Regions from separate parts of the Drosophila melanogaster genome. Here region 2 is linked to region 1. Evidence: chromatin contacts called from public Hi-C data. All regions are on one chromosome and are shown on one strand. The core of a region is the stretch at or near the end of the contact, and the rest is flanking DNA. Distances in the headings are between cores, read along the strand shown.

Region 1 (6,467 bases), core at 1,949-4,448:
ATATGAAAACCGGCTTATCAGCGTACCAGCTGAGAGATTGACTGAACTTAATGCACACAATAAGCGACTAATTATAATAAAAATAGCATTAATTGATTACAAATTGCTTGGTGAGACGGAAGCCTCTGCGAGAGCGAGATAAGAAATGGCTTCCAGTTGAGAAGAGCAAGAAGAAAAATCTACAGCTTATTGTAAATCATCTGGGAAAAGTGGCTCAGCTTGGAGTGCCAAGGAAAAATCAATACTTTGGCCAAGCCATTCGTTTGGGAGATGAATAGTTTGCAAAAGGAAGTATTTACATCAAAAGTTAAAAAGTAAAATAATAAAGGATTAAATTTCAATTTTCGAACTTAAGCAAATTTATGGATTTAATACATTTAGGAACAGATTGTCGCGCGTGTAAATATCAAAACTCGGAAAAGTCCACTTTCAGTTTGAAACAGCTGTTGCGAAAATGGCTTGCAATTGTCAGGGGAATAAGGCAACACGATTTCAAGTTAAAAAACTACCTTACTATTAATACGACCCTCGTCATGTATTCTCATACATAGTTATGCTTTTTGTTAAAAAAAAAGTTCTACCACTGAGTCTGCGTAACTATTATAACCTGACAAATGTTTTTCCGGTAGTCTTGAGAAAATCCCGAATGCCACCCGATTGTGGGTCCTATTGTGGTAGGACTTCGTCGACATGGACATAAAAAAGCTATTAGAAACGGCAAATGTCTCCCAATAAGTGGGTGTGCGGAAAATGCGGAAACGGGGAGGATGTAAAGAAAAAATTATGCAGCTTGGCAGGGCAAATAATGGAAAAGTATTAGACAAAAAAATGAGGCAAATAAAAATGTGCGTGAGTGCGTGAAGGGCAGGAAAAATGCAAGGGGAAATGCGGAAAAGTGGAGGAAATGGCAATATGTCAGCGGGGGTGGGATAACGGTGTTGTGGGTCGCAATTTCAACCACTGTGCGGGTGGCAGGGATAAGGGTGCCACGAGGAAGGCCGAAGGATAAAGGATGATGGAGAGCACGAATGCGGATTGAAACCGCCCCAAGCAGCACAAAAACAACAGCAACGCGTGCTGCTCTCTCTCTTTTCTCTTCTCTCCTTCACTTTTCTTTCTCATTCATTCTCCTTCTCTCCAGTAAACAAAAGCAGCGGAAAAGCAACAACAAGTATGAAACTAGCCGGCAATAACAACAATAATTTCCTATATAATCGGAAGAAATGGAGGAAAAAAGAAATTGGCTCAATTGGAAAGCAGCGTATATAGAGGAAGGGCGGGGATCATAAAGAAGGAGAGAGGGGGAAAGGGAAAGCCGAGTGGACTGCACTTTATGAACAATAAATACAACACTGTGCAGCCCAAACTGGCAGATAAATCAAAACTTACATGATATTTACAAAAGAGATTTAATGGCAAGAGCACGCTTAAAAAAGCATTTTTTTATTGAAAGTACCCCCATTGAATAAGTTTTTAGTTACTGATTTCTTGAATGTCCTTAAAAACTGTTGTATGGAATATCAAAAGATTTCATCACGAATTGAAATGATTGTGGTGGATGTGAGATAACACAACTCTGAGCAATTGGCAATACAGCAACAACAATTTCCATGTATAATAAGAAAAGTCACAATACTATGATGGAATTTACACCTGAGTTTGGAGGCTGCATGCAATTTTTTACAATTAGTGTGTAAGTGAATGGGACCTCCAAATGTATGCATGTTTGTGCATCCTCTGACTTTTATATGTATGTTACACAACACTTATACAGATCGATTTGGTCCAGATGATTTCTACGATTGATGCCTTTTTAACTCAAACTACAATGTGCAAGAAAATAATTCTAAGATCCAATGTAAAAGAAGAAACACCAATGAGAAATAAGTCAAGCTTACAGAAATCGAAACACAAAATGATCAAACCACTAAATAACTTCGAATAGAAAACAAAATTTTAGTGCACACCTAATTTTATAAAAACGATTTTGATTGAGCGTGCACTATGTACAGACGTTTTTCGTTTAATTTGACTTAACAAGGCTTTCAAATTTTGAAAATATGCTTTTTGCTCTGTGTACTTAGCATGCTTTCGATGCCTGTTTTCCAACACTTGCAGGAACTTACCGTTATGCTCGGTGAATATGTTGAGACCCACGGTGGGATTGCAGCGTGCATCCTTGTGTCCGCCACTACGCTGGCTCAGCCCCGATCCGGATCCGCCACCGCCTCCGCCCGATCCGCTGCCACTGGCCACGCCGGAGGACGAGGACTTGATGCGGGAGCCACGGAGCGTGGAGCCCCCGCCGAGGGGGGCGCTGCTGACGCCGCTGGAACTGGAGATGCAGTGGGGGGAAACGGAGGCCACTGGGCTGCTGGAGAGGCCGATGCAGCTGACGGGGGCCCCCGAGCCGCCTCCTCCCGAGTGGGCGCCCCTGTCCTTGCCCTGCTGAGCCCCCATTTGCCAGTGGGTGGTTGGGTGGTTTTTCGCTCTTGCGCAGCAACAACAACTTGTACACTTTTCTCTCTCTTCTCTCGGCTCCTGCTGCTACGGCTTATTCGCTTACTACTACTACTTATTATTTGCTTTGCTTTTCTTGTTATATACTTCAGCTTTAACTCTTCTCTCTTGGCCTTTTGCTCAATTATTTGCCGTTTTGCCTTTTGCTTTGCTTTAATTTATTTCACACACACACACGCACACATTTTTCTTTCTCTTTCTGCGTTTTTGGAGTAGACAAAAAAGATTGGAGACACTCACGCACACACAGAAGTACACACGCACGGAGGAAAAAGGAAGTTTGCGATTTATCTGATTTGTTGTTCTAGTGGCCGCTCAGGTGCAATTGCGAATTTGCAGCATGTTGGTAAAATGTTGTGTCGGCAAACTTCTTGTCGACGGCTGGGAGGCTGGGTGAGCTTAACTGGCGAGGGGGGTCTCAAAAACACGCCCTGAAAATGCACTTTGTCTTGCGCCTCCGCCTCTGGCTTCACCTCTCTCTCTTGCTTACGCTCGCCTGCTCTGTTTTTTACGGTTTAATTGATCCGCAGGCTGATCCGCTGAACATGGCAAATTAATCGGTTTTCGCGACGATATAGCTCTATCTGATCTGCTAGCGTTGCTTGCTGATTTATCTACATCTGTGCATTTTTTCCACGCACCGCGACGGATCGAATTGGAATCCAACTTGCACTCGTGTGACCGCTTGTCGGTCGTTTAAACATACCCTACTTGGCAGCATACCGATAGACGTATCGATATTGATAATAAATGCTTAGTACTTACGAACGCGTTGGCAGCGCTAGTTTGGTAAGAAACTCGGCTAATGCAATATGATGGGTGCGCGACACGGACTGGTTGGGTGGTTAACTTAGCTTAGTAAGCCAGTGCTTAAAAACTCCATGATTGTGAACACTAATTTTTGGTTGTTCAAAAAAAAATTAAATTCAAACGTTTAAAACACATAATTTGAATTAAAAGAATCTTGATATAGCTTTCTAGGAAAAGTTTATTCTCTTTAGATTTTCAATGCAATGCAACTTATAACATTATCTTTAATTTTTCATGGATACACTTCGAATTTTTTCGACTATTGCGTCAACCCTAGTTTAGTTTATTGATTTTAAGAGAAAACTGACTCAAATCAAAATGTAATTGACATTTAAAAACATCGAATAATCAAGCTACGGTTTTTATAATATGCCTTTAGATGTATTCATAAATTCCCATTTAGCCCGACTAATAAATACAACTGCAATACTTTCCATCCTTTTCCGTTTGTTACGTTTTATTTATCCGTTGGTTTTGTTTAGCATTCTCAATCTTTAGTGTTCTTGCTTAGTTATTATTTAGTATGTATACCCGACAGAAATTTCAAGTTTGTTCGTTTCAATTTCTCTCTCCTGCTAGAGTTCAGTATCAATCGATCCTTCTCTCCATTCACACGATCCTCCTTCAGCTTCTGCTCCGATTTCATTTTCAGTTACATTTTCCTCGCTTACACTAAATTAACTTTTCAAGTAGGACTTTTGCTTTTCATTTTCTCGGTTTTGCTCTTTCACATGCGATCTCTTCTGTTCTGTTCGCTTACAAGTATAAATATAATTTAATTTTTCTCTGGTTATTATTATTTTACGTTCTTTTTTTTTTTTTTTTTTGTTACGTTCAAGGACTTTCTGTGGCTTTGTTAAGTTACCAAAAAGCAGCAAGAAATTTGAAGGAATATTCAAATGCATTTAACACAGGTTAACTAAATAAATGCCTTCCCCTAACAGAATCGAACTTTTTGTATTGCAGCATGACTGACACACTGGTTAAAACTATACTGACTGACTGGAATATATGTTAAAATTTCAAAAATATTTTATTGGTGACTATGACAATGCTTCGACTTAATCCAGTCAGTCAGCAACATTTTATCAGACGTCTTTTCGACTGTTATAAATATTGTTTGTTCTTACAGATTTGAAAACAGTTTATTACTTTACAATAACAATTTGCGCTCTGGATCTTGGAACAATAGACTAACTTAGTGTTTTGTTATTGGTTGGTATTCCGTTTTCACGTGTTTAATATTCCGTTAATATAGGTTTTTATAAATATATATGCGTATAGACTTAGAAGTACAAAGTTCTCAGACCCCAACTACAAGTGATTTTAGGAAAACAGTTCTCCAGTAAATCAAATTCAATTTCAACCAAAAATGCCTGTCGTTCAAGTATCGCAAACTGTGCGATATCCAAACTGAAGGCAGGAGTCTGATCCTTCTTGAGAATTTTAACTAAAATTGGGAGGCAACACAAAATTCCACCCGAGAGGTAAATTATAGCTGACAACGCAAATATCGAAATACATTCAGGGGCTAGTGGAAAACAAAACATTCATTTGGCGCATGTCAATAACACCGGAAATATAAATAAATTCTATACATCAACGACACTTCTAGAACTGCAGCTGGGAAATACATCGAGAGATATCAAGAGGAGTGACTATTAATTAAACGCATGCAAACTAGTGAGCAGCTAAATTCCTTGCGTTCCTTTCACATATCCCTAGAGAGATCTAGAGATTTCAATTCAAGCTTTTCATGCGCTCGCTTCTTTGCCCCTCAATTACATAGAGTTTATTCTGACTCGACTCTGAGTTTTGGTTAGCTTAGGTTCGTCTGTTTTTTTCTTCTTTTATATACATGTTCAGATATATGGTTCGTACGCCTGTCCACACGGTACAACTTTTGGCTTACAAAATTAAACTCTCATCCGACCGGTCGTGTGCCACCCAGGTTTAAAATTAAAAAACAACTTGTACACCGCTACATAAATAAAGGTCCTTAGCCGTAAACAGGGGGAGTGGTGATGATGGGAGTTAGGTGCTGGTGTGCCGAGCTCCGTTTTACTGCGCCTTGGCCTTGCGCAGATAGGCTGCCTGATCCTCGCCAGCGCCGATGAACTTGGAGCTCTCGCTGGCCTGCTGGGGGCTGCTCGACTGCTTGACCACATTCTGGGCTGCCAGGGAGGCGGCCATGCGCCGGCTCTTGTGACCACCGGGCGCCAGGTACGCCTTGTAGAAGAAGCGCGCGAACAGGACAAAGTAGCTGGAGTACATGGCGATCGACAGATTGATGTTGCGCTGCGAGATGTGACAGGAGGAGGTGCCGTGCGTCTTCAGGAAGCCATTGGCCCACACGTTGATCGCACATCCGATGATCATCTGAGCCAGCTGCAGCGACGTGATGATCATCGAGATGAACCTGGGCGGATTGAAGCGGGCCGCCTTCAGAGCATAGTAGCTGTACATCACCGAGTGCACGCAGTAGTTCATCACGATGAACCAGCGGGCAGAGCTGGTATATTCCGTATAGCTGAACCACGAGTAGATCAGCACGGTGATGTGGTGATACCTGTGAGCGAAAACTATTCAATTAATATAAAGTTCAAGTTTAGTTAATTGTTAGCGTTCTCAGGGAAACTACAATATATTCAAATCAAATCATTTTGATCAATCGAAACAGCTTATATCACAAATAATTCGCACCTTTTATTTCCTAACTAAGCCTAACATATAATTAACGCTAGTTTCATATGCCGAAATAACCGTCAGTGAATCTCATTAAAAGTAATTCGCTATGACTCATATGTATTGCTTCACTGCACCTATAAAACGTATTTTTACTGGTTTACTGGTGTTGCTTGTCTAGTGAAAGGGCATTTTTATCTTTTAGTAATAATAATATAAGGAAATTCTCTTTGATTGAACTTAGACAGCAGTATTCCTTATGGTACATGAGTACAAGTTCTAGCAGATGCCGCCACATGTGATGCAAATTGTCATCATAAGTAGCTTTTCTCCAAAGATGGAGCATATTGCAGGATGTTATATTATCACTCCATCTTTTTTGACTACTCTAAGAGTGGATCTTGGATGCCCAGTCAGTGTTTCGCTAAACTTACCAGTGCAAAAAGATGAGT
Region 2 (6,467 bases), core at 1,560-4,059, 310 kb after region 1:
GTCTTTGACTGTATATCGGACCAAATTACCGGCTACTGTCTGGATCAATACAGCAGATATTAGTCTCTGTCTAGTGTGCGTAGCAATTAAATGGTTTAGTGCAAGTTGAATTCCAGTTTTTGTGTCAGGCCGCGACTATTGCGACTATTCCTGAGAAAAACAATGTAGGTGGCTTCAAACATTGTTGGAAATTACTAAACATATGTTTCTCGCTTTTCTTTTGAAAATTTCGTTTCAATGTTTCTTAAATAACTTGATATGATTTCACGGATATTCAAAATGGAAAAGTGTCAAGCAGAAGTCAACCCAATCGTGGTTACAAAAAAATAATAATAATAAAATAATAATAATAATAATAATATCTTGAACCTATATTATTAAATTAAAGGTATCAAATGGTTTAAGTAGATTACGGAAAAATTTTGAATTCTTTACATATTACTTACAGACTTTTTACATCGCGCCTTTCATGATCTTCCACAGTGGCGCCATCTGCAGTCGCATAGGAATAAGCTCTGTATGCTAGTGTTACCGCTCACCAAAACTGTAAAAATAATCGATATCTGGCACAAAACGATAGCGTTTCGATATGTTTGAGAGTCCAGGCCGTGCGCTAGCATTAACAGTCCCACCACTAACGCAAAAGTTTTCGGCTGTAAAAACGTAAATATTTAAACTTTAAGCAAGTTTAGTGTAAAAATAATCAAATCATGTGCGTTAATTTGCAAAAAGTCTGCGGGGCTATGGTCCATTTAGACTTAGTACTGGATTCAGCGGAAAACTCGCATTTCGCGTGCTTTTCACTTGTCCCACATTCGAGGTCCGCTTTTGCATCATGTGGAATTCCAGGAATTACCATCATCGTTTCAGCGATCAATGAGACACTGCCGCGTGTTCCCCTTTCTAAAAAGTGCATTTAGCAGGCATTTGATTGGTATTTTCCAACGTTTTTCCCCATTTAATTTCAAGGACTGTTCTTATATAATTGGAAAAGTGCAGGTGGGCGTCTCGTCGGCGGAAAAGCGCTTGCGCCGGCCGCCCCAAATGAAAAGTGAAATTTCGCAATGCAAAACAAGCGACGTCGGCGACGTCACATGTGGTTTTTTGTAAAATTAACTTGCCGCATTGATGACGCAATTGACCGAGTGCCGCGTGTGCTTTTCTCCCCGCCGCCCAATGAATCATCAATCAAAAGCAATGGCAATAGCAACAGCAAACCGCAAAGAAAGCGCGCGGCCGCATTGTCTGGGGCAGCACAACTAGTTATTTTTTTCTGCTGACGGATGTGGATCATCTGCCACAACCTATCATAAGTCGGCTGCAAAGGCCCCAGATCGGGAATAGTAACCACAAAAGTATTATAGTACTACGGAACCTCTACCTCCCCCTCGCACCCCGCTCCGCAATTACTTCATGCCCTTGGACCGCTCTTCTTCTTCTTCGCCTAGAGGGGGCTCGTCCAGGGTTTTTTTTTAATGGAATGCAAAACCCCACTGAGTGCGTCTCTCTTGCCTTCTTATACCCTTTTATAGGGTATCATGGCAATTTAATGTTTTACGCCAACTACGATAATAGCTTTTATTCAGTCTTAGACTAATTGGTACACTGATATCTACATAGTTATCATTCGATAGTCAAATTACCATTTCCGCTATTTTTTAGAGCAACATTAAAATTTACATTTTGCCACAAAAACCAAATAATAGTTTTTTATATAACTTTCTACATTATACATTTTTTTCGATAGAAAGTTAAACTATTAAATACTATAAAATACAACAATTCTAAAATAACTAAGAGTATCTAATGATCGGTGCCTCTTGAGTGTTCATTAATTTCGCACTCGCATCAAGGTAAATGGTTGTGTCTGGTGTGTGAACTTGAAACTTTATTGATTAGCGGAAAGGTAATTGATACACGCACAAATTCACTTGCGCTTGACCTATTAAATGCACTGTGAAAAATATGTTAAGAAATTGTTAAGATGTGATTCTGGATAGTGTACCAAATTTAATTTGAGTTGAGAAATCTTTTAGATATACAAACATTTTGTATTTTAATATTGTTTCTCGTTGTCTTTGGTATTATGTGATAAACAAGTTCTATGAATGTATTATACATTTTATTTTTTTGTGTATATCATACCGCTTTTTCTCTCCTCTCGTTTTTGGCTGTGTGGGCGGCATTCTTTGAAATGCCGGCTGACGAACGGACTTTGGGATTGTTGTAAACAAATTCGGGCTATAAATACGCAAGACATGGGCAACAACCAGGAGGCGAGGCGGTTAGATAAACGGAGGAAGTGCGGTCAATATGTAGATACATGAGTATGTACCTGACTGTTATCAGGTCCACCGATCGGCGACCGACCCAACCCCCTTTTGCCAGAAGATAAAGATACAACGCCGAGTTGTCATGTGGCCGCTTTGTGTGTTTTTATCACACACACACTCTGTATTTTTCTTCCAAGCTTGCAGCCCGCTCGGCGGTTCGTGAAGAGCAAATTCGATTTCTAAATTTTATATTTCACTCTCGAAGGCGGCCGCTTTTGTATTTTCGCTTCAGTCGACGCGCAGCACTCAGCACGAACAAACGTTTGACGCGTATCTGCGAGATACGGATACGAGTACGACGAGTACATATATTCGGTTGGTTTTTGGAGCAATCGCATGCAGTATATGCGTATATATTATACGGTGTCTTGATTCATTCCACCGCGGTGCAGTGCATATACAGTCGGAACTAGACCTTCCACCGACCGAAAGCCTAATGGATTTTTCCAGTCATGCTTCGAATTGTGGAACTGCAAGCTCATCCGTCGGACTATTTCACACTAATTAGCTCCATCATCTGGCCGTTCTAATAACTCAGCTGCTCTCACGCGAGCAGCTCTTCGTTTTTTTATTTTTTGCACTTATGTAATGTGTTTTCGTAACATCGACGTCGAGCAGAATATAATTGCAGGGAAAGCAGTATGTGAAAAGCGCCAGCACAAAACAAGCAAACAGATAAATGACACTGAAAGAAAATGTCGGGCTGCTAAATTGAATTATCTATTGTGGGGTGGACAATGTAACTGTAATTGTAGCTATGACCGAATCAAATAACCCGAGTGATGCACTTTCAAATACTTAGCTTTGACCACTCCAAACCGGTTAGCCGTTCCAATTGTTTTCTTTCATTTTTTGTGCTCTCATATCTGGGGGCCAGTATTTTGTAATCACTTCATTTGGATCGTCTGGCCAGCATGCGTTCGTCGATAAGACATGTGACCTGGCCACGCATTCGTTGCCCCATAAGTTCTCATTCCGAATTTCATTCAATTTGTACGTATTTTTTGCACGACTGGCTTTAGATAGGGATTCAATTACGACATCCGCACGCGCTAGCCTATCGCCAATAATTTGATTAATAACTTGACAAATTCTGGAAGTGCTGGCGTGGCATGACTGGAGGCCGGTTAAGCGCCCTCCTCTTATCACTGAATTGCGTCTAGAGGGTTCTGCGTTTAGTCATGGACCACAGGAATTTATAACTCCAAGCCAGGGACATTCGCTCTTGACGCCTTTGCGTTATCTGGGCAAACTCGTTTTGGGCCAAATACCCAGGTGAATGCTCACTGTGATTCGGAGACGGCAAACAAAAAGTGAGGGCAAATATTCACAACTGATTAAAAGTTGGGAAACGAACAAACTGCGCAAAAAGCAGCTGGCTCTCCCTATATAAAACCCCCCCATTTCACCATTATATTTGGGGGCCAAAGTATCTCCGCCATTTCTTGGCTGATTATCAAAAAAGCGAGCGACGGACTGGCGTATGGCATCACGTGTGCTTTTTTCCACCAAGCGATCCCCCGATCTCAACGGTCTAGTCTGGCTTTGGACGTATGTAAATTCCCCCCGCATCCATTCAATTGTGAACTTGTTTCGTGAGCGTGAGGGAATTTCATAACTGGCCCACTGGCCTGGCAACGAGTTCGGAACATTCGGTTGATCGGTGACACAGTTAAAACCCAGAACATGACCATGACGTAAAAACTTCTAGGCTATCTTATCGCGTTTACAGCAGCCGAGGGTCAGGAGTTCGGTGTTTAGGGGGTGGCACTGGCACTATCTTTTACGTGGCTTGTTTGTCAACAAAGCCGCCATCGATTAATCAGTTGGAAGTGATATAATAGTGGGCTGATAAGATCTTCACTAAGATTGTCTCTTTCTTTCAGTTCTATTTTGTAAAGCTACAAAATGCATAGAGCCCACACAGCCTTCAGCCTGGCCTTGTCGCCGATGGCGCACAAGAACTTCGCCACATGGCTGCTCAAGAGCAGCAGCAGTCAGCAGGTGAGTTTGGTCGATATAACCATAACTCCAAAGAAAACCCCAACTAATGAGCCCCCAATCTTTGGCAGATGGCCAAGGTAACTGCAGCGGCCGCTGTGCGCACCTACAACTCCGCAGCTGCCGAACCTTTTGCCAACGGCAGCACCGCCTCCTACGTGGAGGAGATGTACAACGCCTGGCTTCGGGATCCCACTTCCGTGCACACCGTAAGTATCCCTATTAAACAGGGTTTTATTTCTGCGCCTTTTTAAATTCAACTCTTGATTTTGAGTCATCGATAAACCAGTTTCTAGTGTTTATTTCTGAAGCGGAAGTGCTTTATTACCTTTTAAAAACCACTTAAAAATGTTAAGAGCTTATACTAAAGGGAACCAAACTTCTCTGCAATAAAAAATATAATAAAAGCCTAATAAAACGGTGATCCTGGAATAATGCATTCACAATAAATGACATGACAATAAATCCTTATTGATTCATTCTTCTTTTAGTCCTGGGACGCGTACTTCCGCAGCAACAGCTACGTTAGCCCGCCCAACTTGGCGCCCGTGCAGGCCAACACTCTGCCGCTGACCGCCTTCAACTTTGGAGGAGCCGTCGCCGGCGCTGCGCCCGACTCCAAGACCATTGACGACCATCTGGCCGTCCAGGCCATCATCAGGAGCTACCAGGTATGTCGACTCGTGCTGGCTCAATTACTTGGTTTCCAGCCGATCGGTGGAGATTGCAGCCAGAGTTGGCTCTTTTTGTTTTGTTCTCCTAGGTTCAGTTAATGTTTATGTTTAGATTATGATCAGTAGAGTTGCCTTTGCCCCCCCTTATGTGTGTTCACAATTGTCCATTTACCCAGACCAAATCATTTCGAATCCAGTATTCATGGTAGATTAGAAAATACTTCGTTGACTCACCCACGCCATCCACAGTATCCATAGAGTTAGACATTCACTCCTTCATGAGTAGTTTGGTTTTCTGTTCGATCACATCCATTTCGGTTCACCAAATAGTTATATATTAAGGGGATTTGTCACTTTTGATTGCACCATTCCTCATTAGCTAATAAGATAAATAAATATCGAAATTATTTGCAATTATCCAAGGGTATTCTGATTAAATTGCCAGAGAAGCAGTTAATTTTAATTTGCATATGATATACATTTTTGCTAAAGTTAAGCCTGTTGTTTTTTAGCTTGTTAAGTTTCTAAAGCCATACGATAACTTCCTGGCGTACGCATTTAACTTGATATACCTATGTCCTATGATCTACCCTGTACACCTCTTTACATATAATCAACCAATCTGTCTACGATATGTATGTACCATATAGTCACGAGGTCATTTGGCATCTGATCTGGATCCGCTTGGAATTTTGACTCGCGAAAAAACCGTCTGCAAGGATGGGCTAGCACGTCGTGCTAACGAAGATGTGCTCAGGCAGCACTCTGGGTTTTTGTTTGGTAAATTCTTTTACACAACTGTTTCATTTAACCCCCAGTCGCACCACTCAATCCCAAACCTGATGCACCATCCTGCTACTACCCACTCGCCTAGTTACTAAGTTCAGCACTCAAACTTACGCAATTGGTTTTGAAAGTAACTCGTGCTTACCATTTAACAGCCGAAGAAGGTTAAATGAAATTCGGAGTTGATGAGGAAGGGACACATGACCCTTTGTAGGATTAAGTTAGCGAGTTCCGTTTAGTTGAAGGTTTTTTTAATATTTCCTGTAAGTAACCTTGGTGTTTGGCTTTCTCGAAGTTTGTATCTTTCCGTTAAGGTTTATTCTTAAGCATCCTGTCGACTCTATATCTCTCAGCACCCCAGTTCCATATTATGTCTCTGTTCTTGCACTTGGACCAGCGATTCTCGATTAACCCACGAAATTCGAACACATTGCCATCTGTCAATCATTGTCTACTGATCCTGTCGAAGCTTTTAGTGTTCGCTTTATTTGTATCTGTTTTTGTTCAAGCCATATCTATTCTATAATTTTAATTGATTATTTTCTTTTCCTTTACTTTTATATAACTGCTTCCTAACCTAAATGTAAACAAATCGAAAAACACAAACTGCAATCGAAACTCAACCCAAAAACCAAAATCGCCAATCGTCTCAAACAATGTTTTAAAACAAAAA

What was found. Hi-C and Micro-C count contacts between places; a contact is called where the count stands out from the background.
Region 2: a contact with region 1 is called in a Hi-C map of the Kc167 cell line, with 1.9 times the contacts expected there.

The regions. Positions count from the first base shown.
Region 1 is chr3L:16,644,684-16,651,150 of dm6, forward strand. It overlaps Abl (Abl tyrosine kinase), which reads right to left and starts at 3,199. Exons shown (of 8, transcript NM_001300156.1): 1 at 2,127-3,199. The coding sequence starts at 2,460. Baldspot (baldspot,) reads right to left here. Exons shown (of 5, transcript NM_140652.4): 4 at 6,450-6,467; 5 at 3,759-5,899. The coding sequence ends at 5,392.
Region 2 is chr3L:16,954,880-16,961,346 of dm6, forward strand. Cpr73D (Cuticular protein 73D) reads right to left here and starts at 2,810. Exons shown (of 5, transcript NM_001316452.1): 1 at 2,146-2,810; 2 at 447-653. Ogdh (Oxoglutarate dehydrogenase) reads left to right here. Exons shown (of 13, transcript NM_168704.4): 1 at 1-164; 2 at 449-663; 3 at 4,220-4,337; 4 at 4,406-4,543; 5 at 4,826-5,005. The coding sequence starts at 4,242. Obp73a (Odorant-binding protein 73a) reads left to right here. Exons shown (of 4, transcript NM_001347747.1): 4 at 1-63. The coding sequence ends at 63.